Linked DNA regions of Zea mays: region 2 is linked to region 1. The links are chromatin contacts, called in public Hi-C maps. All regions are on one chromosome and are shown on one strand. Each heading gives the region's core, a stretch centred on a gene start, on an enhancer-like site or on the middle of the called end of the contact. The rest is flanking DNA. Distances are from core to core; before and after follow the strand shown. Region 1 holds the start of LOC103638892 (transcription factor MYC2). Region 2 holds the start of LOC103638897 (ubiquitin carboxyl-terminal hydrolase 25).

Region 1 (4,761 bases), core at 1,593-4,092:
AGCAGCCGGAAGCTAGGTGTCATCATCCATCCATCCTTCTAGAGTTTTCAACAACACCAGCATCATCATCGTCGCCGCCGTCCTCCACCTCCTGAATCTCTAAGGCCTATCGTGCGTGTGTGTGTTTTGTAACCATGGTGACCGCGATGACAGTCCCCGTGGTGGGTAGCAGTGTATCGGTATCGTCCCTATCCGGCAGGCACAGGCGAGCTGATGAGCTCTCCTGCCTGATTACCTGCCCATGACAGACCCGGGCTCCGCAAGGCGGCTGTAGAGCGCGGCGCTGAGCTGGTCCTGCGAGTACATGCGGCTGGCCATCTTGACGGCGACCTGCTGGATCATGAGGTCCTTGACGACGGAGACGCTGGCGTGGTACACGTCCAGGTCGAGCTCGCGGAGCGCCGTCATCAGCCGCGCCGACGGGTGGTTGCGCTTGTGGCACTGCACGCGGATCATGGCCTCCAGCCCCAGGATCTTGGCGTCGATCTCTACCGCGTGGCAGCGCGGCCCGCCGGCGTCGTGCCCGCCGAGCCCGGCAGCGGGGTGCGGGTGCGGCCGCGCGTCGCGCTCCTTCTTGAGCGCCTCGACCTGGGCCTGCAGCGTCTCCCTGTCCGACTCCAGCGACGTCAGCTTGCCGCGGAGCTCGTTGATGTAGGAGATGGCGTCGCCGAGCAGCGACGCCTTGTCCATCTTGGACACGTTGGGCACCACGGCGCGCAGCGCGTAGAAGCGCTGGTTCAGCTTCTCCCGCCGCTGCCGCTCCGCCTCCACGTGGTTCAGCGGCTCCTCGCGCCCGTTCGCGGGCTTCCGCCCGCGCTTCCGCGGCCGCTTCTCCGCCTCCGGCGGCGGCGCCACGACGCGGCTGCTCTCCACCTCGCGCACGGACGCGTCCAGGTCCGAGTGGTCGGACTCCGACTTGGCCGGCGCGCCCGTGCCTGCCGACGGCCGCGCGGTCGGCGCCGACGAGAAGGACAGCATGCCCTCGTTCGCCGCCGCCGCCGGGTGGTGGTTGGTGTTGCTCGCCAGGGAGGTGGCTTCCATCGAACGCTTGTTGTTGTTGTTGTTGTTCTTCGCGTCGTTCGCCGCGGCGGTCGCCGTGTGCTGCGACTGCGAGAATAGGCTGCCGGGAGCGGTGGTGAGGCTGGCGGGAGGCGCCGGCGACGGGTTCCTCTGGGCGTTGCTGTCGACGCCGAAGCTGAGGATCTCGCCGGACTCGGGCTTGAAGAACGGCGGGGCCGCCGCCAAGGAAGGATTGGACGCGAAATCCGAGAAGTTGAGCTCCCGGCGGAACGGGCCCTGATTCTGCTGCTGCCGCTGCGGTGGCGCCGGCGGGGCTGGCGGCGCGTGCACGGAGGGGCTGGGGTTCTCCGTGAGCGTGCTCGTGCTCCCGTTCTCGAAGTGAATCTGCGGCGGAGGCGGAGGCGGAGGCGGTTTGGAGACGGAGATCTCGGCCGCCGACGGGTGCGAGTAGGAATCCTTGATGTCCACGACCGGCGCGTCGGCGAGCCACAGCACGGATGGGTCCGTCTCCGCCGCCTGGTCGGCTTCGGCGGCGTGCTGCTGCTGCGGCGCCGCCTGGGGCTGCACGGGCGGCCACGAGCCACCCCCCGGCCCGCCCCCGAAGAGCGAGCGGATCTTGGCCATGGTCTCGGCGGTCTGGAACACGACGTCGGTGGAGCCGAGCTCGAGCACGCCCGTGCCGACGGGGAAGCAGACCATGGTGCGGAGGCCGAAGTTGTAGGCCTGGCGCGCGCGGTCGCACGGCGCGGAGGAGAGGCCGGCGGCGATCCAGGTGTGGTGGCCCGCGAAGAGCGCCTGGCCGGGGAGGCCCGAGCCGTTGAGGAAGGACTGCGTCATGGAGACGAGGAAGAACCACTCGGTGTCGGTGACCTCCTCCTCGACGGCCTCGTCGGGCGCGGGCGCGGGCGCGGCGGAGGCGCCGCCGGAGATGAGGGAGTTGAGCTCGCGGAGCACGCGCTTGCGGTGCTCCTGCTCGGCCTGCGCGGCGGGCGTGAGCGGCGGGCGGTGCCTGCGCTTGTCGTCGTCGCAGCCCTTGTAGTAGCCGTCGCCCCAGCCTAGCAGCGACGCGCCGGTGGCGGCGTCCAGGGAGGACTGCCAGAAGATGGCGTAGGTCCAGGTCTCCCTGGACCCCTCGATCATGGCCTGCAGCCGCTGCTGCAGCGTGTCCTGGTTGAACCCCGGCGCCATCGCCATCGCCGGCGGCATCTGCGGCGGCGGCGGGTTGCCGCCCCCGGCCGGCGCCCCCCAGGGGTAGGCGGGGAGGTCGGCGGAGGCCATGAAGGCCTCCATCATGGAGGCGTTGTCGTCCGTCCACAGGTTCATGGGCGTGGCGTAGCGTGGCAGACCCGAGGAAACGGTGGGCGGAGAATGGAGGGCGAAGGGGAAAGGCGAAGGAAATGGGTTGAAACGCGGAACCCGTGGGATTATGCGGCGAAAACGCCCGTGACAGAGGCTGGGCGCCTGTCCCGCCTCCTGTCCGGTTGGCGAGGCGAGGACAAATACAGGAAGGGAAACAACATCCCTTCGCCACGGGGCCACAGCACCGACCTACAATTCAGGAGGGTTCGTAGCCCGCCTCCTTCAAAAGTGGACCCGATTGTCAGCGAGAAGTGAGTAGCCATGGTGTCCGCTGGGCGTGCTATTTTTACACGTGAAAATGACGCACACACCTGCTTGGTGCTTGCTAGGAGCGCAACCATGTCATGTCACGGACCTCTTAAATACCTCCTTAGCCTAATCGTCAATATATGTACTCCTACTGAGATGGCTCGAATGGAGCATCGCAATTTGCTGCACGTTTTTATTACTCCACGCACGTGCAGAAACAGCAGCATGTGGGCATCGGTAGATAGCCTATAGTAGCTTGTGGCCGGCTCTGTCTGACCGTTGAGTTGATTCCATCCCCGTCAGGAGAGTGGCCCACGTGCAGCGGTTGGAAGCAGCAAAGGCCCTCCACTTCATGGGTCGGTGGGCCCACGCAGCGGACAAGCCAATGAAAGATAAGGAGGCCCAGGTGGGCAATGCGGGACGGCGCACGCGATCTCTGGGGCCGTCCATCCGTGTTCACGTGTTTAGCGAGCGTCGCAGGCGGGCAGCGTGCTAGCCAACCGTCTATATAAATATCTGTTGTGATTCGGCTTAGTGCTAATATAAAACGAGGTGCGGGGCAGCTGTGCTGTGCTGTGGCCGCCGATGGAGGTCGTGGTCGCGTTCGGCTTAATCAATGGTAATCTCCTCTTGGCGCGCAACACATGCTACACGCAACGCAACCATGTACAATTGTCAGGGTATACCAACGCTCGGCAAGCTTCTTTACAGGTATAGGTTACTTTTACAAAGCGTAGCGTCCCGAGTACGCGAAGCAGGAGGAGATATATATCTGTACTAACTATTAAGGAGGCAGTGTAGACTGGCCCCGCCCTGCGATCCCATCCGCCTGCGATTCCCTCGCCGCGAAACCAGCTCGCGCCTCCCACCCGCCTGCGATCCCCTCGCCGCGAAACCAGCCAGCATCCCCGCGGCGCCTGCGATCCCCTCGCCGCGAAACCAGCCCACGTCTCCCACCCGCCTGCGATCCCCTCGCCGCGAAACCAGCCAGCATCCCCACGCCTCCCTCGCCGCGAAACCAGCCCGCGCCTCCCACCCACCTGCGAATCCCTCGCTGCGAAACCAGCCAGCATCCACGTGCCTCCCTCGCCGCGAAAGCCCCCGCCTGCGAATCCCGGCGCCGCGAAACCAGCCAGCATCCCACCCGCACGCCAGCGCCTCCCCCGCCGCGAATCCCACCCGCACGGCCGCCCGCGCCTCCCCCGCCGGCGGAACGTCCGCCGGTCCTCTAGCTCCGTGAACAACCCTCGCACGCCCTCAAGCCCGCACGCCTGCTGCCGCGAAAACCTCCGCTACCAAGCCGCCCACACGCCCGCACGCCAGCCCCCGCGAATCCATGCTCTTAGCGCTCTCCCTCCCCCGCGGCCAGCGTCCCACGCACTCCCTCCCTCCGCGGCGCCCAGATCCGACCGCACTGCACCCCCGATGCCTAGATCCGCGTTTCAGGAGACCGCCGCCGGTGGAGACTGCTACATGGAATGTAGGTGGCCGCATGCCGCCAGGCTCGCTTAGCCTCGATGGCTGGCTCTGCCGCCGGCCTACATCTACATCCTCGGGTAAAGCCCCCTAATTTATTCTTGAGTCATTGCGGTTGCGCCGGCATGCAGGTTCCAAGAGATCGTCCTGTTGAACGCCAGGAACATCCTCGATGCCGAGGACAATGGCCCCGCGAGGAAGTGGGTGTCGCTGGTCAGGCGAACGCTAAACAGCCTGCCAGGAAGTAGCCATCCTCACCTAGCGATTCTTCACTTGAGTCGCTTCTTCTTCATAGCCATGAATCTTGTCAACCTATTCATCTGTATGGTTTTGGACCAGTTACTGTGCAAGGTTTTCCTGTACTGTTCTTTCTAATTATCTTGATCCTATTCTTCATCCAGAATGGTAGCTTGTGATGGCTAAGGAAATTGCTGCGCTTGAGCGTACCAGCATGTGGGATCTTGTTCCTTATCCTCATATTCGTCCTATTACATGTAAATGAGTTCATCAGTTTTTCTCTTAAGCATTATAAAGCTCGTGTGGTTGCTCGTGGTTTGCAACAAGAGCATGGCCATGATTATGATAATTTGGGGTTGAGGGTGGGTTGGTTGGATAGATGGCTATGCATCTAACACTTTCATGTTTGAATTATTCTAG
Region 2 (4,880 bases), core at 538-3,037, 220 kb after region 1:
TATTTTGAGAAACATCTAATGCTGAAATACTTGTTACCTTAGGTTTTTGCTGTTCTCCTGAAGGACATGGTGGTGGACGTGGTATTTGTTTCTCACTTTCCTTGTTATCAGATACAGCCTACGTAATGGGTCAAAGAAAACCAAAAAAAAGACACGGAGTAAAAATGGTTATCAAATTCACATGTGTCAGAAGTAGATGGTTACAGTTCTGTTAGAAGGCATGATATATGATAATTTGTTCTACCATGACTGGATGCTCCTCTTCTAGTAAATGTCCCAAAGCCTGAACGGTCACCTCAGGCAGCTTCTGAAAGTAAATAATAAAAATGGTGAAAAAATCAGAACCTGGGGAACAAGAACTTGTATATACCAAGAAATAAGCTTGAGAAACTTTAGTGTATGATAGGATTCACTATCACTAGAGGGAAGCACCAACTAACAAAGGTCATGGTAAGTTTCATTTTCCTTGATATCACTGACCTATTGAGAAACTAAATAATCAAGTAATATACTACTGAAATAGGCATAGAATCCAAAATTTCCAATTCATGGCCCACCAAAAAAGCATTTCCTCATATATATGCTCATCATCCATAGCACAATCAATTTTACAGATCAAAAGAAAGGTCGATGGATCATAAAATAAAATCATCATATTGACTATATCATCAACTAGGGATTCCTCACCATATAGATATACTCCCTCCATCCTGAAAAGAATGCAATTCTAGCATAATACTGAGCAATTTTGAGTTTGACCAAGTTTATATAAAAATGCATCAAAATTTATGATATGTTGTTAGATTTGACATGGAATAAATTTTCGTAGCATAACTATATTGTGCCGTAAATATTGATACTCTTTTCTACAGAGACAGATTTAGTCAACCTTTAAATGAATTGACTAAGGATAGAGATAGAAGTAGAATTGCATCCTTTTTAGGACGGAGGTAGCTAGTATAGTAACTTTTAAGAATATAAAGCTTTCATAGTGACATTGGACTTCGAGAGCATATAACCATATAAATTGCAGCAAGAGCAGTTGAAACTGGACTCGCTTGACACACTTGGAATAATTGCAGCAAGGCGACACGAAACTCTTCCAATTTCAAAAACTAACCAGGTTCGTCTCCTTGCCAGTGATGAACCCCAGAGAGAAAGGTTGCGGGGCAGTTAAGAGAACCGAACCCGCAACGGTGAAGCTAGGCGCTCGCAAAACACACATCGAAAGAGCCCAAAACCCCAGCGATCGCACAAGAGAAATTTGAACATAAGCATTTGATCGGAGGGCTCCTCACGGATTCAGAGGAGAAAGGTTGAGGAATCGCCACCATTTGCTCCGGCGGTGGAGGAAGCAGAACGACCAACATAGCCGCGACGGCGGCCTCCGTGTCGTCATCGGAAACGGGCGGCAGAGTGGCGACGGTCTCTGCCGCCACCGGCGGAGGCACTGCGGCGTCCGGCATAACCAGCGGCGGCGGGACCGTCATGTACGCGGCGCCGACGGTCTCGGCGGCATCCTCGTCTGCCATCGACCGACTAATGAGGGGTTTTGAGGACAGGGCGGGGCGCGAGGGTTTAGACGAGGGGAAGAAGATTGCTGTGGTGGATCATGCAATCCAGCTACAAGTGCAGCGCGACGCGACGCGACGCGACGCGCACTGGAGTCTGGAGCGGCGGCGGAGGAGGAGAGCGAGAAGTCGAGGCGGCGGCGGAGGGCGTCCTCGCTTATACACGCTGGACGCGATGTGGCATGGCGCATGACTTATGAACCTCAGGCCTCAGCCCGGACGCGGCAGCCGGGATGCTGGATGGGTTGGGTCGGTTCTCCTTCCTTCGCAAATCGGTCAGGGGCGCGTCTCGGCGGCCCGCCTCGCCGTACCGCTGGTGCATGCAAAGGGTTCACGTTCACATGCCGTCAGAACAGCACGATCCACACGCAGTGACGCAGCCTACATCGCCGGCCTGTCTGTCCCTGTCCAGCAGATCGTAGATCGTCTATACGAGTGTCTAAAACAATATTTTTTAAGACATCACTATTTACGAGAGGGCTACTAGAGATAAACTCATACTCAAATACAGCGATAAGAAGCGTCCGAACGGCTGAGTTCGTCATGTCACACCAATGCTCTATGGTCATGTTTGTTTCACTTCTGACCGGATTCTGGATGTCAGAATCAGCTTCTAGCAAATATTTCACTTTTCGGCTTGTATATGTAAGAATCATTTATGTGAAAAAACATCCAAATCAACGTCAATGTAGAATCTGCCAAGTTATCGCGTCGGAAGGAATCTGTCGTTTTCTAAACCCTAAAACATGTGATAGGTTACATAGATTTATGTAAACATGCCATTAGAACTTTTGCATGGTACAACATTTCTTTTCTTTTCTCTACTATTATAATGCAGCAGTTTCAAGGGTCAACAATTGTGCCCCCCCCATTGTTCGTGCATTGGCCCCCATTCCCATGTGACGTGTGTCACACCGCCGCCCGCTCGCCTCACTCGCAACTATCGCCTGCCCGCCCGCCATCCACGTCCCTCGTGCCGCTCGTGCATCACGTCGCACGCTCGTCTCGCTGCTGGAATTACCGCCACCCTCTAGCTAGTGGTTGAAGCAGAGACGCAATGAGAAAAATTCATACGACTAAAGTTGTGGCAGGAGTGGGCGCGTGAGAGATGATAAGGATGGTGGTGGGTCTCAGCTGCCATCGTCAGCCGTGTGGGTGCACGGGTGCGGCAGCGCGACTTCTGTGTCGTCTGCACCCGCGCGCCTCTTCACGAGGTCGCGGGGTAGAGTCGTGGCATCAATTGGGAGGGGAAGGAGGCGGAGGCACGTTGTCTAATGCTGCTCATCTCTAGAGACAAATGGCACTCGCCCCGTCGCGCCAATAACCTCCGCAACGCCTTCGAATGGGTCGATACAGCTCTATTCCCAGACCGAGAGGTAGGTAGTGGATCATTCTATGGTTTCATCTGTTCTCCTCGAATCTCAACGTCGTTCTTATTTCATCATGGAGGGGACAATGGCGTAGGGTGGTCAAGGAGGCAGTAAAGCAGTCCTAGGAAGGCTAGGGATCGACAATAGATTGGACCGAAGTCAATGTGCATTTCGATGGTACTCGCCTTCGTTACAGTTGCATTCTATGTTTATAACTTTATCCAGATTATATTGATTATTCATGTTGATTGCTATGCTAGGGAGCATGGGTTTTGAGACCGAAGTCCTCGTAGCCATCATCCATTGTCCACTTTGTTGGAGGAATTTTTGTCGGAGCCGCTCCCTAGATCACATAACGCTTCTCCCTCGAGTGTCTCACAAACGGGTATGTTTAAAAGCAGTGTCAAACCACCGGCTACCAACTACATCATACTGAATGACAGAGGCCCAATGCCCATAGATGTGACATACCATATGAAAGTCGCCTAGAGGGGGGTGAATAGGCAAATCTGAAATTTATAAACTTTAAGCACAACTAAAAGTCGTTAGGGTTTGACCGTTGGAGCTCTGACAGGTGGGTCCACCGGACAGTCCGGTGGTGCACCGGATAGGCACTATTCACTGTCCCGTGCGCCTTCTGGCGCCTGCTCTAACTCTGCGCGCGCTGTCCGCGCACTGTTCACGCACTGTTCACTTTTGCAGACGACCGTTGGCGCTGTTAGCCGTTGCTCCGCATGCCACACCGGACAGTCTGGGGCTACACCGGACAGTCCGGTGAATTATAGCAGAGTGGCTCCCCAAAAACCCGAAGCTGAGCAGTTCAGAGTGGATCTCCCTGATGCACCGGACACTGTCCGGTGGCACACCGGACAATCCGGTGCGCCAGACCAGGGCAACCTTCGGTTGTCTTTTGCTCCTTTCTTTTAAACCCAATCTTGGACTTTTTATTGGTTTGTGTTGAACCTTTGGCACCTGTAGAACTTATAATCTAGAGCAAACTAGTTAGTCCAATTATTTGTGTTGGGCAATTCAACCACCAAAATCATTTAGGAAAAGGTTTGACCCTATTTCCCTTTCAATCTCCCCCTTTTTGGTGATTGATGCCAACACAAACCAAAGCAAATATATAAGTGCAATATTGAACTAGTTTGCATAAGGTAAGTGTAAAGGTTGCTTGGAATTAAACCAATATAAACATTCATAAGATATGCATGGATTGTTTTCTTCTTATTTAACATTTTGGACCACACTTGCACCACTTGTTTTGTTTTTGCAAATTCTTTTGGAAATTCTTTTCAAAGTCTTTTTTGCAAATAGTCAAAGGTATATAAATAGGATTTTGAGAAGCATTTTCAAGATTTGAAATTTTCTCCCCCTGTTTCAAATGCTTTTCCTTTGACTAAACAAAACTCCCCTTTAATGAAATTCTCCTCTTAGTGTTCAAGAGGGTTTTACCAATTGAGATAGAATTTCTTAGAGGAAAACTAATTTCAAAGATACTAATTGAAAAACATTTAAAAACTTAAACTTGTTTCGAAAGATTTGAAATTGGCATGGTGGTGCGGTCCTTTTGCTTTGGGCTGATACTCTCTCCCCCTTTGGCATTAATCGCCAAAAACGGAGTCTTTAGAGCACTTTGAAATTCTCTCCCCTTTGGCAAACAATATATGAGTGAAGAATTATACCAGTGTGGAGAGCGAAGCGGAGTGACGGCAAAGGGAAAATAATATCGGTAGAGTGGAGTGGAAGCCTTGTCTTCGCCGAAGACTCCATTTCCCTTTTAATCTATGACTTAGCATGAAATACACTTGAAAACCACATTAGTCATAGCACATGAAAGAGATATGGTCAAAGGTATATGAATGAGCTATGTGTGCAAAGTATCAATCAAAATTCCGAGAATCAAGAATGTTAAGCTCATGCCTAAGTTTGGTAAAGG

What was found. Hi-C and Micro-C count contacts between places; a contact is called where the count stands out from the background.
Region 2: a contact with region 1 is called in a Hi-C map of ear, with 2.9 times the contacts expected there. The contact joins the promoter of LOC103638897 here to the promoter of LOC103638892 in region 1. A contact is called at or near these places in 10 of 25 Hi-C or Micro-C datasets (bundle sheath, ear, endosperm and 4 more).

The regions. Positions count from the first base shown.
Region 1 is chr9:117,232,072-117,236,832 of Zm-B73-REFERENCE-NAM-5.0, forward strand. It overlaps LOC103638892 (transcription factor MYC2), which reads right to left and starts at 2,843. Exons shown (of 1, transcript XM_008661676.4): 1 at 1-2,843. The coding sequence starts at 2,343. The coding sequence ends at 232.
Region 2 is chr9:117,457,333-117,462,212 of Zm-B73-REFERENCE-NAM-5.0, forward strand. LOC103638897 (ubiquitin carboxyl-terminal hydrolase 25) reads right to left here and starts at 1,788. Exons shown (of 13, transcript XM_008661681.3): 1 at 1,299-1,788; 2 at 245-307; 3 at 38-118. The coding sequence starts at 1,532.